Regions from separate parts of the Mus musculus genome. Here all the other regions are linked to region 1. Evidence: chromatin contacts called from public HiChIP or PLAC-seq data. All regions are on one chromosome and are shown on one strand. The core of a region is the stretch at or near the end of the contact, and the rest is flanking DNA. Distances in the headings are between cores, read along the strand shown. Region 1 holds the start of Rpsa (ribosomal protein SA). Region 2 overlaps Myrip (myosin VIIA and Rab interacting protein). Region 3 holds the start of Entpd3 (ectonucleoside triphosphate diphosphohydrolase 3).

Region 1 (4,388 bases), core at 542-3,041:
CAGCACTGTTTCCTGCATGGTTTGCCTCCTCAGTCACTGTCCACAGGACTCTGAGAAGTCGTAGGAATATGCAGGCGCGGGCACAAAGCCCAGCTTCATCTCCAACGCCGTGGAAAGGGACTGTACGTCACTGGGCAAGGCCTATGCTCCCCTATGCCACTAGGACAGAGCCCAGGGAGAGTGACCTCCTGGGTTGTCCACGTTGGATACTTTGCTTTGTATGCCCAATGTACTCTATCGATTACTGACCCCCAAACAAAAGCACATGCATGCCACAAACCTGGCCAGTGTTCCTGGAGGAGATGACGCTGACGTCAGCAGGATTCTCGATGGCAACAATAGCTCGAGCTGCGAGCAACAGCTTCTCCCAGGTCCTCTTCAGGTTTATGATGTAGATACCTAGGCCAGCAAACGGAACTCTCTGAGGAGCTTCCCAAGGCAGGAAGTCTGGCAGTCACTCTGCAGACCTGGCTGATCAGACTCCTGACTGCCTCCTAAACACTAGGATTAAAGGGTGTGAAACCACCACACCCAGCAACAAGTAGTTTAAAGTGGGTGTCCCAGACAGGCTTGCTAGCCTCATAGCCTTGTGAATGGACACTGTGGGAAGGTAAGGCATACGCATGTGGCAGTGACCACTACCAAACTCCAGTCATAGAGGCAAGCTCTACTGGTGTTAGCGAAAATCCTGCCATAAATTCAATGTAGCACACTTCCGACACTCAGAAGTTCACTGGCCAAGACTGGCCTCCACTCTGAGCTTTAATAGTGTGCAGGGTCAGTCAGTCCTCCATGACCTCTGGCCCCTTCCCACACATCCTCTTAGTTACATCACAAGCCAGAGTAGCACTCCAACACCAACCATTCAGTTACCAGGCACTATACCCATTAGAGCACCATAGTCAGGAACTGACTATCACAGGTGGCAACTGACCGTCACTTTTCCTTTTGTAGATGTACTGCTCCATCTGAAAGTCAAGGTTGGTGCCACCTAAGTGGGTTCCCGCAGCAAGGAATTTGAGGACATCCTCCTCCTTCATCTGCAGGACGTCAAGGGCTCCGGACATTGTGTAAGTTTCCCTTTAAGTTACGATGGGAATCTAAAAAAGGAATAAAATTCATCTTTTTTCTTCTGACACTAGAACTCACAAGATTGCCCTGCCTCCTGAGAGGGGGACTAAAGGCGTATGCCACTAGGCGCAGCACATCATCTGAGCTGAAATGGGTTGTGTTCTTATTCCTCCTTGCCTTTCGATTTTTCTGGCCACCTAGTCACTAAGGAAAGTGACTTTGTCAGCAGAGCACATATAGAAAAACTGGACAGTTGAAGTTAGCGCCTCCGCAGGCACACTGACTACAGGATAGCTACTTAAGTATAGCTGCTTCTTTGCACCGAGAGTTGCGCAAAGGCGGCCATGATCGGGGTGCTTCGGGAGTTGTATTTCGAGACTGGCCGGCAGTTCCCGTCCCATCTCCATGCGCCTCACAAGCACTTTTCCCAGCATCTTGCCGACAGGGCCCTCGAGCGTGGCGCGAACCGCAGAAGGGCCCCGCAGTGGCGCCCGCCCCACCTAACTGCGGGCCAGCACGTGGCGCTGCCGCCAGGAGCCAAGCCGCCCCGGCACACGCAGCCTCGGCGCCCTCCGCGCCCACCCATGGCGCGGGAAGCTAGTAAGCGCGCGTCCCGCGGCGTCCGGAGACGCCGAGGGCTCCACGTGAGACTCACCAAGAACAACGCCGTATGGACCCGTCCCCGGGTAGCGCGAAAGGACGGGCGGCCGGAAATGACGTCCTTAAATAACCCACAGCCAGCCAATGGCAAAGCAGGCTAAGCAAAAAGGGAGAACTTCCGCTCCGGAAAAAGCCTCTGGCGCACGCGCAGATTCAGTGAGTGGGCCCGCTGTAGCGCGCGCGGAGCGGAAGTTAAAGTGGCCCGCGCCTGCGCGGCTGCAGTCGCTGCACAGACCCCAGGCCGGAAGTAGCTGGGGCGAGGGGGGGGAGTGGGGGGGGGGGAGCGAGCGTGGAAAGTCCGTAGCTTTTGGTCCGCTGAGTGACGAATAGGCTTCAAGCTGGGCCACCTATGTCAGGATTAACTCCAGGAGCACACACCCGCCTGCCCCTCTGGTACTGGCTCCTTCCTACATTTGAGAACTACAAAATAGTAGTTACCCAGTAAGATATTACAAAAGTGTTGAAGGGAGCAGGGAGAAATTTGGATGCGTCATCTATTTACAAAGCGTTTATTACTGTATTCCATGTCTCAAGTAATCTAGAGATGACTTGGAGTCTGTGGGAGGGTTGTGGTTATTAGAAAATACCAGACTATTTTTGTTTTGTTTTGTTTTTCGAGACAGGGTTTCTCTGTACAGCCCTGGCTGTCCCGGAACTCACTTTATTGACCAGGCTGGCCTCGAACTCAGAAATCCGCCCGCCTCTGCCTCCGGAGTGCCGGGGCTAAATAAAGGCGTGTGCCACCACGCCCAGCTCAGACCATTTTATATTAGGGACTTGAGCATCTATGGGTTTGGCATCCATAGGTGGTTCTGGAACAAATCCCACAGATACTGAAGGATAACCATATATGCATACAACAAAAATAATAGATCAAAAACCCAGAGGAGTGTGGGTGCAGCTCCGTGGTAGAGTACTAACATCGAAAGGCTCTGGGTTTCTTCAGTTCTTGCTGGGGCAAGAGGACCATGAATTTGAAGCTATAGTCATACTCTGTCTCAAAAATAAATATAAAACGGTAAAACTAAAAAGAACAAAGCATTTAACTTGCCACATCGTGAATGTGTATCAAGATATCTTGTTAAGTAAAACAGAATATTCTAAAATCTATTAAGTGGTATGTTCAGGTCAGGTAGTGGTGGCCTATGCCTGTAATCCTAGCCAGCACTCAGGAGACAGAGGCAAGCAGATCTCTACGAGTTGAAAGCTAGTCTAATCTACAAAAATGAGTTCCAGGACAGCCAAAGCTACACAGAGAAACCCTGTCTTTAAAAAAAAGAAAAAATAGAGTGGCCTAGCTCCCTGCGGCTGTCCTTGGTCACGCTTGGTACCAGGCTGAAGCAGTCAAGATGACCTTATTTCAGCTTAGAAGTGAGCACTGGGTTCATATACTTGTCCCTGTAGGATTTGTCTTTGGGTATTATCTAGACAGAAAGGATGGTGAAAAGCTAACTGCTGCTGGGCCGTGGTATTGCACGCCTTTAATCCTAGCACTTAGGAGGCAGGAGCAGGCAGATTTCTGAGTTCGAGGCCAGCCTGGTTTACAGAGTGAATTCCAGGACACCCAGGACTACACATAGAAACCCTGTCTCGAAAAAAAACCAAAACAACAAAAAAAAGCTAACTGCCTTCAGGAATAAGAGCATGCTATTTCAAAGGGAACTAAGGCCCAATGAAGTTACTTGCAAGTAAAAACTGGTTAAATGACAGAATGTTCACATTTTAAAAGTTATTGGAGAAATAAAAGCATTTATTATTTAATTAGAAAAAAATGACAATAGAAAGTGAGTGGTAGGTCTGGGAATGAAGATTATAAGTAGGTATAAGAGCTTACTGGAGGTCGGGGGTGGAAATGTTCTAAAACTAGTTTATAGGGTCATGGCTGCACTTTTAAACAGGGTCTCACAAGTGGAGGATGACTGAGCTTCCAGCTCTTCTGCCTCTGACTCCCAGTGAGGGAATGCCAAGCCTGAGGACCGGTGTTCCTGTTTGCTCTATTGCTAATGCAAATGAACCCACCAGAACCTTGCATGAATTAGCATGACACTCAGCCGAACATCCAGCCCCAAACCACCAAGCAGTGGGCTTCAAGCAAGTAGGAAGCCTCTTTGAATTCATAATCTCAAGGCACTTTTGTTTTTCCTTCAGTTTTTGAGACATGGTTTTCTCTGTGTAGCCCTAGCTGTCCTAGAACTTGCTCTGTCTAACAGGCTAGCCTTGAACTCAGAGATCTTCCTACCTCTGCCTGCTGGGTGCTGGGATTAAAGGCGTGTGCCACCATGCTCAGTTTCCAAAGCTGTTTTTAAAAGTTAAGTTTTCCCAAAAAAAAAAAAAAGGACTTACTTGGCAGGTGAAAACTTAAGTCACCTTAGAGCTGCTTTGCTAGTCTCAGGGAGTAAGACATACTAGTAAGGCTTACCAACCAGAACTTTTTTATATGTATAAATAAATCCAGGGCTTGATCGGGTAGCCCTCCCTGGCTGACCTGTAACTCTTGAGTCCTACCTGCCTATCTCTCAAGTGCTGGGATTAATGGTCTGTTCCTATTTATTTTTTTTTTTTCCATTTTTTATTAGGTATTTAACTCATTTACATTTCCAATGCTATACCAAAAGTCCCCCATATCCACCCACCCCCACTCCCCTGCCCACCCACTC
Region 2 (4,098 bases), core at 193-2,692, 300 kb before region 1:
ATTTATCAGAGCTCGGGGGATCTGAACTCTGGTCTTTAGGTTTGTACAGCAAGTGCTCTAACCACTGAGAAATCTCCCAGCCATCCAGCTTAGTTTTCAAGACAGGATCTCCCACTGAAGCTGGGTCTCATGGATTCAGCTCAGCTGGCTGATCAGAAACCCCAGGGTTCCTCCTGTCACCTTAAATGAGTATTTATTATTTTTGTTACTTATGCATATGTGTGAGTGCTTGTATACGTTTATTTACACCAAGTATGCAGGAGCCTCTGGAGGTCAGAGGGTGTCAGATCTATTGGAGCTGGAGTTACATGCAGTTGTGAGTCACCTGATATGCATGCTGGGAACAAAAACCGGGCTCTGCAGGAGCAGGTAGCACTGAGCTGTCTCTCCAGCCCTATGCCTAATTTTTTTTTTTTTAAATGTGGGATATGAGGAATTGAACTCAGGACCCCATGCTTACACAACAAACATCTTACCACCAGAGTCACTCCAAGGCCAAAGCGGACTCTTAGTAGCTCCTTTCCTCACAGCCATTTGTGAACAGAGCTGCTGTACTGAAATGGCAAATTCAAGAGTAGGCTTGGAACTGAAGAGATGGCTCAGTGGTTAAGAGCTCTGGCTACTTTTCTAGAGGACCCAGGTTCAATTCCTGGTGCCACTATTGTGTCTTATATTAGCCTGTGGTTCCAATCCCAGGGGGATCTGATGTCCCTTACTGGCATCCATGGCTACTGCATGCATGGGCACACACACACAAAATACCAAAATAATAAATAATGTTAGGAAAAGATTCTGCTTAACCCTGGTTATCAGCAGAAGGTCTTAGGTCAAATAGAAACCCAGCCTGTTTCCTGTGACTGCGAAGCTTCCCATAGCCAAAGAGAGGGAGGCAGAGGAGGAGCCTTCACAGACACACCTCCACCTCCAGGGTGGGTCAGGAAGTACGGTGCTTGTACTCTCTAGGATACCATGTACGGAGGGATGGGATTCAACTGCTGAGACCCAGAGACAGAGAGGAGAGGGAGATGAAGAGGAGAGAAGAAATAGGAGACAGAGAGAAGAGAAAGGAGAGGGAAGAGAGAGGAGGGAGAGAGGAGGGAAGAGAAAAAAGAGGTAGGGAAGTGAGGAAAGTGGGAGAAGCGGGGACGTGAGAAGAGAGGCGACGTGATGTTCTAGGTATCTGCATAGTGAATCTAGGGATAAAAGACACTTAACAGAAACCCTGAAACCACACAGACAGAGCTCTGTCATTGCTGAGTGTTGTAGCTGCAGTCTTCACCCATCAGGCACTAGTGGGTTAACAGGAAAGTGGCCCCTCACAGACAATCTTTAGATGGACGGGTAGTTGACATTTCTGGCTCTTTGCACAGGGTGGATTTTGCTCATAGCCTGCTGGTTGGTTATAGAAAGGAAATGGCAGTCAGTCTGCAAGCATTTCCTCCTCGGGTGGCCACTTTGTGGTTAAGTATTTTTGCTATTCAGGGATGGGATCTGGGTCTGGCCTACAACAGTGAATACCGATAACAGCTGCTACGCGCAACAACACACGGGTCCATGTTCTGCTGTACATATGTACACTAGGTGAGGAACAGACCCCCCAGTGTGTGGAGCTTCATGGCCCCTGGATTCTGTTTTCATGGTCACAGCCATAGAAACGTAGCTGAGCTAATTTCATTATGTGAGACTAAGTGAGATGTTGATGTGAGTTCTAACTCCTAAGGGAGAGGAAGAACATTCTAGAGTAATCAGGAAGAGCACAGGCACCATTGAACCACAATGCCATCCTAAGATGTACTGAGATAGACAACTAACTGCCTGTCAGAGAGCTTTTCACACACACACACACACACACACACACACACACACACACACACACACACACTCACTTATGGGAGGAGGAGCTGAACGGCCATGCGATAGCTAGCTAGCAAGACTCCAAACAGCACCTGTGAAACCCACTTGGAGTCAGGGTGTGGTGTGCACACCTATAATCTCAGCTTTTAGAAGCGGAGACAGGAGAATCAAGTATTCAAGGCCATCCTTGGCTATACAGGGAGTTGGGGGCCAGCTTGGGCTCCATGAGGTATTGTATCAAAATAAAACAAAACACAGAAACAAACACCACCACCACCAAGAAAAGCATTACTTGTTCCGTCCAGTCCATCCATGCTCCTCCAGCTGGGCAGAGCGGCCTCCTCCAGCAGACGCTGGGCGCGGTCCTTGGGTGACCTTGGTGCAGCCTCTGCTGAACCAGACTTCAGAGCATCTTCCATAGTGAAGGAGAATGCAGACTGGGACCGCTGTGGAAAAAGAGAGGTGTGAGCCTTAAGCATAGCCCCAGGCTGAGTGTCAGCAGCTCAGGAGTAAACAAGCAGAGGACACTTCACAGTGAGGCTATTTTCCTCAGCCAGGCTCAGGAGCTGCAGGCTGGCACAGGAAGTGTTTGTTTTGAACACTGGTAGGCTCAGGAGGGAAAGGACATTTCATTTAGCCACGGAAAGCACCCACGAGAACAGGTAAGAGGATCCTTGAACACAGCCCTCCCTGCCTGGCTGCTGCATCACCCACTCCACCACAGGAGGGGGAGCCAAGGAGACGTGGAGTCTCTCTCAGAGATGTATAAGCAAGTGTGGCATGATCTGAAGCGGAACTCAGGAGTGATCGTCCTGGGGCTGGAATTCCTCCACAGCCTTGGCCCATAATCTGGAAGCTTCCTCTTGCTGTGTGCTCACGGTGCACTTCAGGGAGCGTGACAGTTGGGGAGAAGGCTCAGTCAGAGAAGTGCTTGCTTTGTAAGCATGAAAACCCATGTCAGACCCCCAGACCCACATAAAAGCCAGGTGTGGCCAAGTGAGGTGGTGTGCACCTTTGATTCTAGCACCAGGAGGCAGAGATACGCAGGTCCCTGGGGCTTGCTGGCCAGCAAGTTAGCTCACCTGGTGAGCAGCAGGCTAGTAATGGAATCTGTCTCAAAAACACAATGTGGACAACTCCTGAGGCATGATACCCGAGGCAGTCCTTTGCACACAACCTGCACACGCTCATGCATCTAAACACACACTCACATGCATGTACACAATCACATGCATGCACATGCTCACATGCATGTACACGCTCACATGCAAATACAGTCACATGCATTACACGCTCACATGCATGTACACTCACATGCATGTACACAGTCACATGCATGTACACATTCACACGCATGTATACGCTCACCTGCAGGTACACACTCTCGTGCATATACACCGTCAGATGCATGTACACACTCACATGCATGTACACATTCACACGCACCAGTGTTTGGAACAGAATAGACAGCAAAACTCAACAAGGTGTGCGGAGTGACAGCTTTAGTCCATGGCTGGGTTTTGGGAAGGGGTGCTGTTCTCAGTGACCTTGGCCTCAAGGGACTCTTAGCCTGGGAAAAGGCTCCGCACCTAGCATGCTCAGGAGCAATCAGCTCTGGTGGCCACGGCTTACTGCTGGGAATGTGGTACAAGCCAGAGTGGGCTTAGAGTCACAGAAAATCGCTAATACTCCCCGGGAAAACCTGGAGGGCCATGTAAGAAGATGGGAGATGGGGTAACGGAAAAAGACATCTATCCTGTGCAGAAAGACCCCCTTATAGAGAGTTAAACAGCCACACGTCATGGCTTGGTTCCACTCTTCGTCCCCAGGACACAGGAGCTGCCGTCTGTCTGGCTAGAATCTGGAACGGTTTTGATGATGTCACTCAACAACTTGGGGGTTGGGGGAGGGGAGAGGCAGTCAAGGAGTCATCTGTGATTTTGCTAAATCCTCAACAGCAAGGAAGGAGACCCAGTTATTGCAATGAGAACTTCTTCCAGCAGGTGGCAGTGCGGCAATGTCTTTACTCAGCCACCTTTGGGGTCTTGTGTACTTACCAACAAGTGTTGGGGTTACTTCAGTATTCCACTTTTTCACTACTTTGACTCCTTTGGCCTCTGCTTTTTTTTTTCCAGTTTTTACCCATACAAGCATTGAAGGGAGATGCAAGGGTGGGTACAATTGGGGGAGATCAGTTAGAGAGAGCTCAGAGGGCCAGGGAGGCCTGAGCCCACGGTTCATGGA
Region 3 (4,403 bases), core at 1,883-4,382, 410 kb before region 1:
TCAGAGGCAGAGGGATCTGGGATTCAAGTCCAGCCTCAGAGAAAGTCTAAAAACAGCCTGGGCTACATGGGAACCTGCATAATAAAAACAAACAAACTAACCTTGTCTAAATAATACTCTTGGTAGAACTTTTAAGGCATAAATACAAAAAAGTACCCAATGGCTGAAATGTGATATCATAATTGAAGATAAGAAGACATCAATATTTCTCTTAAAATTGGCTGTTTAAGTGCAAAGTATTTAAAATAAATACTGAACTCGTCAGTCGTATTTCAAACATTCAGTCGCTCAGGAGGCCCTGTGGATCTGGGAAGAGGGCCTCCAGCTCCTTTCCACCACCCCAACCCTTCCTTCCACAGCCATGGGTGCATCCAGCCCTATTCCAGAACATTCCTTCTTATGACTCTGAAGCCTATGATTTACTTCCTCTTTGTTTCTACATTTTTTTCTTTCCTGGAAGAGAACAAAGACCTCGTGCACCACAGTAATCAAATTAGACACAGCCCCGTATCCAATTGCATCACCTAGCCCGCTGCCTGGAAAGCAAGCGGTCAGAGGAGGGTGGGGTGGGCTGCTCTGAAGATCCAATTCCTTCTGCCGATCAATGGGGACAAATGACAGACACTTCCTGATGTCAGAGGTAGCTACTTAGCACCTTCTCCTCCCTCGAGGGGAGTGTGAGCAGGTATGGCATCCAGGGAAGAAGATGTGTCAATATTTACCCAAACTCAAAGCTTACACCTGACCCCAATCTGCACCTCTGGGATCCTACCCCACTTGACTCATAGCGCAAGCAGCCGTACAGATCTGGAGGAGAGCCTAGCCCTGTGGTGTTGACCCTCGGAGCATCAGGGGGGAAATGGGTCACTTCTCTGTGCTTCTGAATAGAAGTTCCCCAGCCACACCTATTTTCAAACCACATCGGTGTCAGTCACAGAGGTTTAAGGCACTTTTCCCCCCAACAAGACCTAATAGTGTTAATCGGCCAAATTTAATCTACCTTCGGAAAGAATGTAACTGATTAGCTGGTATGTGGCATGTTACCATGTCTGCTAAATTCCAATGTCTTTTGGGGGGAAATGTGCAATGCAATACAAACCATCTTCTTTAGTACAATTGCTCTTTCCAAAAATATAAGTATAAATTAGTCTATATGCCCTCAAGTCATACCCTGTTGGAAGCCAAGAATCAGCAGTTTAGGGCATAGCTAAGGAACCTCTTCACAGGAGGGGGTGTGTGGAATGTAAGCAGGCTCTTGACCACAGCCAGGGGCTGGCCTCCAGGATCCTCTAGCTTCAGCACTTTCTAAGTCAAAAGCTGTGATTACCTTCAACAAACACTTAGCCAGCAAAAAAGTGAACAGACTAGGCTAGGTCTCATTCATGAAGAAATGCAGCCTAGAGCTGTGGAGTAGGGAGGGCTGGGCAAACAGTGTTAATTGCAGGTGCCTACTGGAGCCTAGAGAGGAGGTGAGGGCTAGCTGAGTGGACGCCTCTCCCACCTCCGCATCTCTCTCACATCTGCATGAATAGCTGGGGGGGGGGGGGCAGCAGGGGGGGGCAGTACTGAGGAGCCGGGAGGTCAGGCAGCCAAGCTGGGCAGGTTTGAAAGTGTGTGGGAAAGATGGGGAGGGGGAAGGAAGGGAGGGAGAGACAGGACACACACACACACACACACACACACACACACACACACACACACACACGAGAGAGAGAGAGAGAGAGAGAGAGAGAGAGAGAGAGAGAGAGACAGAGACAGAGAGAGAGACAGAGAGAGACAGAGACAGAGACAGAGAGACAGAGAGAGAGACAGACAGAGACAGAGACAGAGAGACAGAGACAGATGAGAGACAAATGAGAGAGACAGATGAGAGGGAGAGGTGTTCCTGTGCAGCTTACCATAGTACTCAGGGCGACCCAACTCTATCAGGATTCATTCCCACGTCAACAACACATAACACAAACCTTACACATAGCTAGGTAAGGAAACCACAAGAGCCAAAATAATGGATTATACGAACAGGAAAAACCATTTAAGCCAAACATTCGTGTTAGCCCTTGTTTCCTGTGGCTTTGTGGAAAAGCATTACTTTTATCTGAAGAATGTCAAGGGTGAAACCCAGGTGAGCGAAGTCTTGGAACAACGATAAACAGCCATTCACAGGAGATATAGATGGAGAGCTACGAACCAAAGCTGGGATTCTCCCTGGGTCTGACAAAACCTAGCATCCAGTGAGCAACACTTACCTGCCTGTTCACATGGCTGGCGGGTCATCACGGTAAACATCTTCTCTCCGGGCTGCAGGGGTAAGAACACAGAAGGAGCGTGTGGCTAAACTTGCACGTATTGATATTGAACACAACGTCATCTAAATCGAAGCCTCTTTAGAAACAATGAGGTCAAACCAGAACGTCAGAGACCGATGGAAGCTGGAACTCCAAACCCAGTATCCCCTCCCCAAATGTAAAGCTGGAAGAATGGATTGGTTAAAACTTTAACTAGAGAGCAATTTTGAAAATAAAACCCCAAAAGCTTGTGTGAGCGCGCATGTGTTCTTTCTTTCTTTCTTTCTTTCTTTCTTTCTTTCTTTCTTTCTTTCTTTCTTTCTTTCTTTTTTTTTTTTCTCCTGTGGGCCGCACCTGTGACCAGCACCCGGGCAGAGCGAACCCCCTCTTAGTAATATTCACAAGGCTCGGGCTGGGTTATACTTCAAAGCGCACCAGCAAAGCCGGTTGGCATCGGTGTGTGCTGGTGGCTGCCAGCATGCAGTCACCCTTAAAGACCCGCGGGGTGTCTCCAGCTCCCTGAGCTGAACACCAGCAGACAGCTGTCAGGCCCTGGGGATCAGGGTGGGGACCTGGGAGTTGGCCCGTCCCCTGCATCTGCAGGTCTTGGGGTGCTTCGTGACGCGGTGTCCTGTCCCTGTCAGATGACAGTGCCCAGCTCCCCGGGTTTCAGCTCCTGCCTGCGGCCCTCTGCGGGAAGCTGTGCTGGTTCCTTCCCTCCCCGCTCCCAGCCCCCCACAGCCTGCTCCATCCCACTCCTGCGCGCGGGGCCAGACCTTACCTGGGCGCTGCTTTCGCTGCGGGTTGCTGAAAAGCGGAGGCGCCTCTGGGGTGCGGGAGTCCAGGAGGCGGAGCGAGGTGGCGTGGGTGGCGCAGCCTGCTAGGGACCGCCTCCCGCAAGCGCTGGGGCCAGGACCTCTTCACCTTCCCAGGCTCTTCTCTTTCACTTCACCCCAGCCTGTCCGGCATGAGGATGGAGGGGGAATCATTGCCACGTGGGGGGTAGCCAATCCTTTCAGGCCTTGTTTTAGTTACTTCCCTCGTTGCTGACAAAGTACCTGACAAAAGGGACCTAAAGAAGAAAAGGTGACTCACGGTTGTAGGTACTGTCCTAAAAACGTATCTTGGCAGGATCTTAGACTGCAGTCACATCCTGTCTGCATTCAGGTACCAGAGATCCCAGCCTAAAGCGCTGGTACCACCCTCGTTCAAGATGGGTCTTTCTGGCCCAGTTAACCCAGCCTAGACACCCAGTCTCAGACTTGCTCAGAAGTGTGTTTCCTAGGTGATGGCAGATGCTCTTAAGCTGACAGGGTTAGTTAGCTCAGTGTCCCACCAGGACCCAGTCAGAGAGCTTTCCACATCTTTATCTTCTAACTCCCTGCACAGTCCCCTGAACCCAAGGCAGAAGAGGATGTGATGTGACCTTGCCCCCAGTCCCAAGAGGCACCCCCTGGGTGGTAGTTTGAGTAAGTTTGGTTCCCACAAATTCATGTGTTTGAATGTTTGGCCACAGGGAGTGGCACTATTAGGAGGTGTGGCCTTGTTGGAGGAAGAATGTCACTGTGGAGGCAGGGCTTTGAGCTCTTATACGCTCAAATCACACCCACCGCGGAACACATCCAGTCTCCGGCTGCTTTAGGATCAAGATGTAGAACTTTTGGCTCCACGTCTGCCCACAGGCTGCGTGGTTCCCACCATGATGATAATGGACTGAACCTCTGGAACTCTAAGCCAGCCTCAGTTAAATGTTTTCCTTCATAAGAGTTGCCGTGGTCATATTGTCTCTTCACAGAAGTGAAACCCCAAGACACCTTGCCTGCCGGTCTTCTATCTGTCAAGACAACCTTTTTAAAAGAAAAGTTGTATTATTAAGCCTATATATTGTTTGTTATATATTATTACATATACTTATTATGTGATGTGGTGTGTGTGTGTGTATACCATGTGTGTGTGAGGACACCCACAGTGCTTCAGATCCTCTGGAACTGGAGTCACAGGCAATTGTGAGGCTCTGAGTCAGCGCAGGAAGGCTGAAAGGAGAATGGAGCCCAGTACCCTGTTTTGTGTGTTGTTTTGAGACAAGATTTGCCTATGTAGCCCAGGCTGGCTTTGCAC

What was found. HiChIP or PLAC-seq counts read pairs in DNA pulled down with a chosen protein or histone mark.
Region 2: a contact with region 1 is called in an H3K4me3 HiChIP or PLAC-seq map of the SCID.adh cell line, with 4 times the contacts expected there. The contact joins the enhancer-like site here to the promoter of Rpsa in region 1. A contact is called at or near these places in 2 of 39 promoter capture datasets (the 3T3-L1 cell line and cranial neural crest), 17 of 484 Hi-C or Micro-C datasets (B cells, the HPC-7 cell line, Sertoli cells and 13 more), 14 of 115 datasets of contacts at active chromatin or transcription factors (the SCID.adh cell line, VIP interneurons, astrocytes and 11 more) and 3 of 9 other capture datasets (adipose tissue, embryonic stem cells and liver).
Region 3: an HNF4G HiChIP or PLAC-seq map of pancreatic cancer cells shows a contact between it and region 1. The contact joins the promoter of Entpd3 here to the promoter of Rpsa in region 1. A contact is called at or near these places in 1 of 39 promoter capture datasets (liver) and 4 of 115 datasets of contacts at active chromatin or transcription factors (embryonic basal ganglia, embryonic stem cells, forebrain and 1 more).

Annotation. Positions count from the first base shown.
Region 1 is chr9:120,125,169-120,129,556 of GRCm38.p6, reverse strand. It overlaps Rpsa (ribosomal protein SA), which reads right to left and starts at 1,791. Exons shown (of 7, transcript NM_011029.4): 1 at 1,727-1,791; 2 at 935-1,100; 3 at 281-399. The coding sequence starts at 1,067. It overlaps LOC115485682 (a small nucleolar RNA gene), which reads right to left and starts at 777; the gene lies at 622-777. It overlaps Gm26448 (a small nucleolar RNA gene), which reads right to left and starts at 206; the gene lies at 4-206. It also overlaps a transcript of Slc25a38 not described here.
Region 2 is chr9:120,425,710-120,429,807 of GRCm38.p6, reverse strand. It overlaps Myrip (myosin VIIA and Rab interacting protein), which reads right to left. Exons shown (of 17, transcript NM_144557.5): 9 at 2,147-2,300. Among named protein-coding and RNA genes, the nearest start is that of Gm34159, 64 kb to the right of the region's middle. Within about 2 kb of position 1,442, at least 17 of the 459 cell types and tissues checked have an H3K27ac peak or open chromatin away from gene starts, as enhancers often do. A contact at or near this core is called in the HPC-7 cell line, the SCID.adh cell line and group 2 innate lymphoid cells, where this site is marked.
Region 3 is chr9:120,538,547-120,542,949 of GRCm38.p6, reverse strand. Entpd3 (ectonucleoside triphosphate diphosphohydrolase 3) reads right to left here and starts at 3,132. Exons shown (of 11, transcript NM_178676.5): 1 at 3,067-3,132; 2 at 2,247-2,298. The coding sequence starts at 2,286.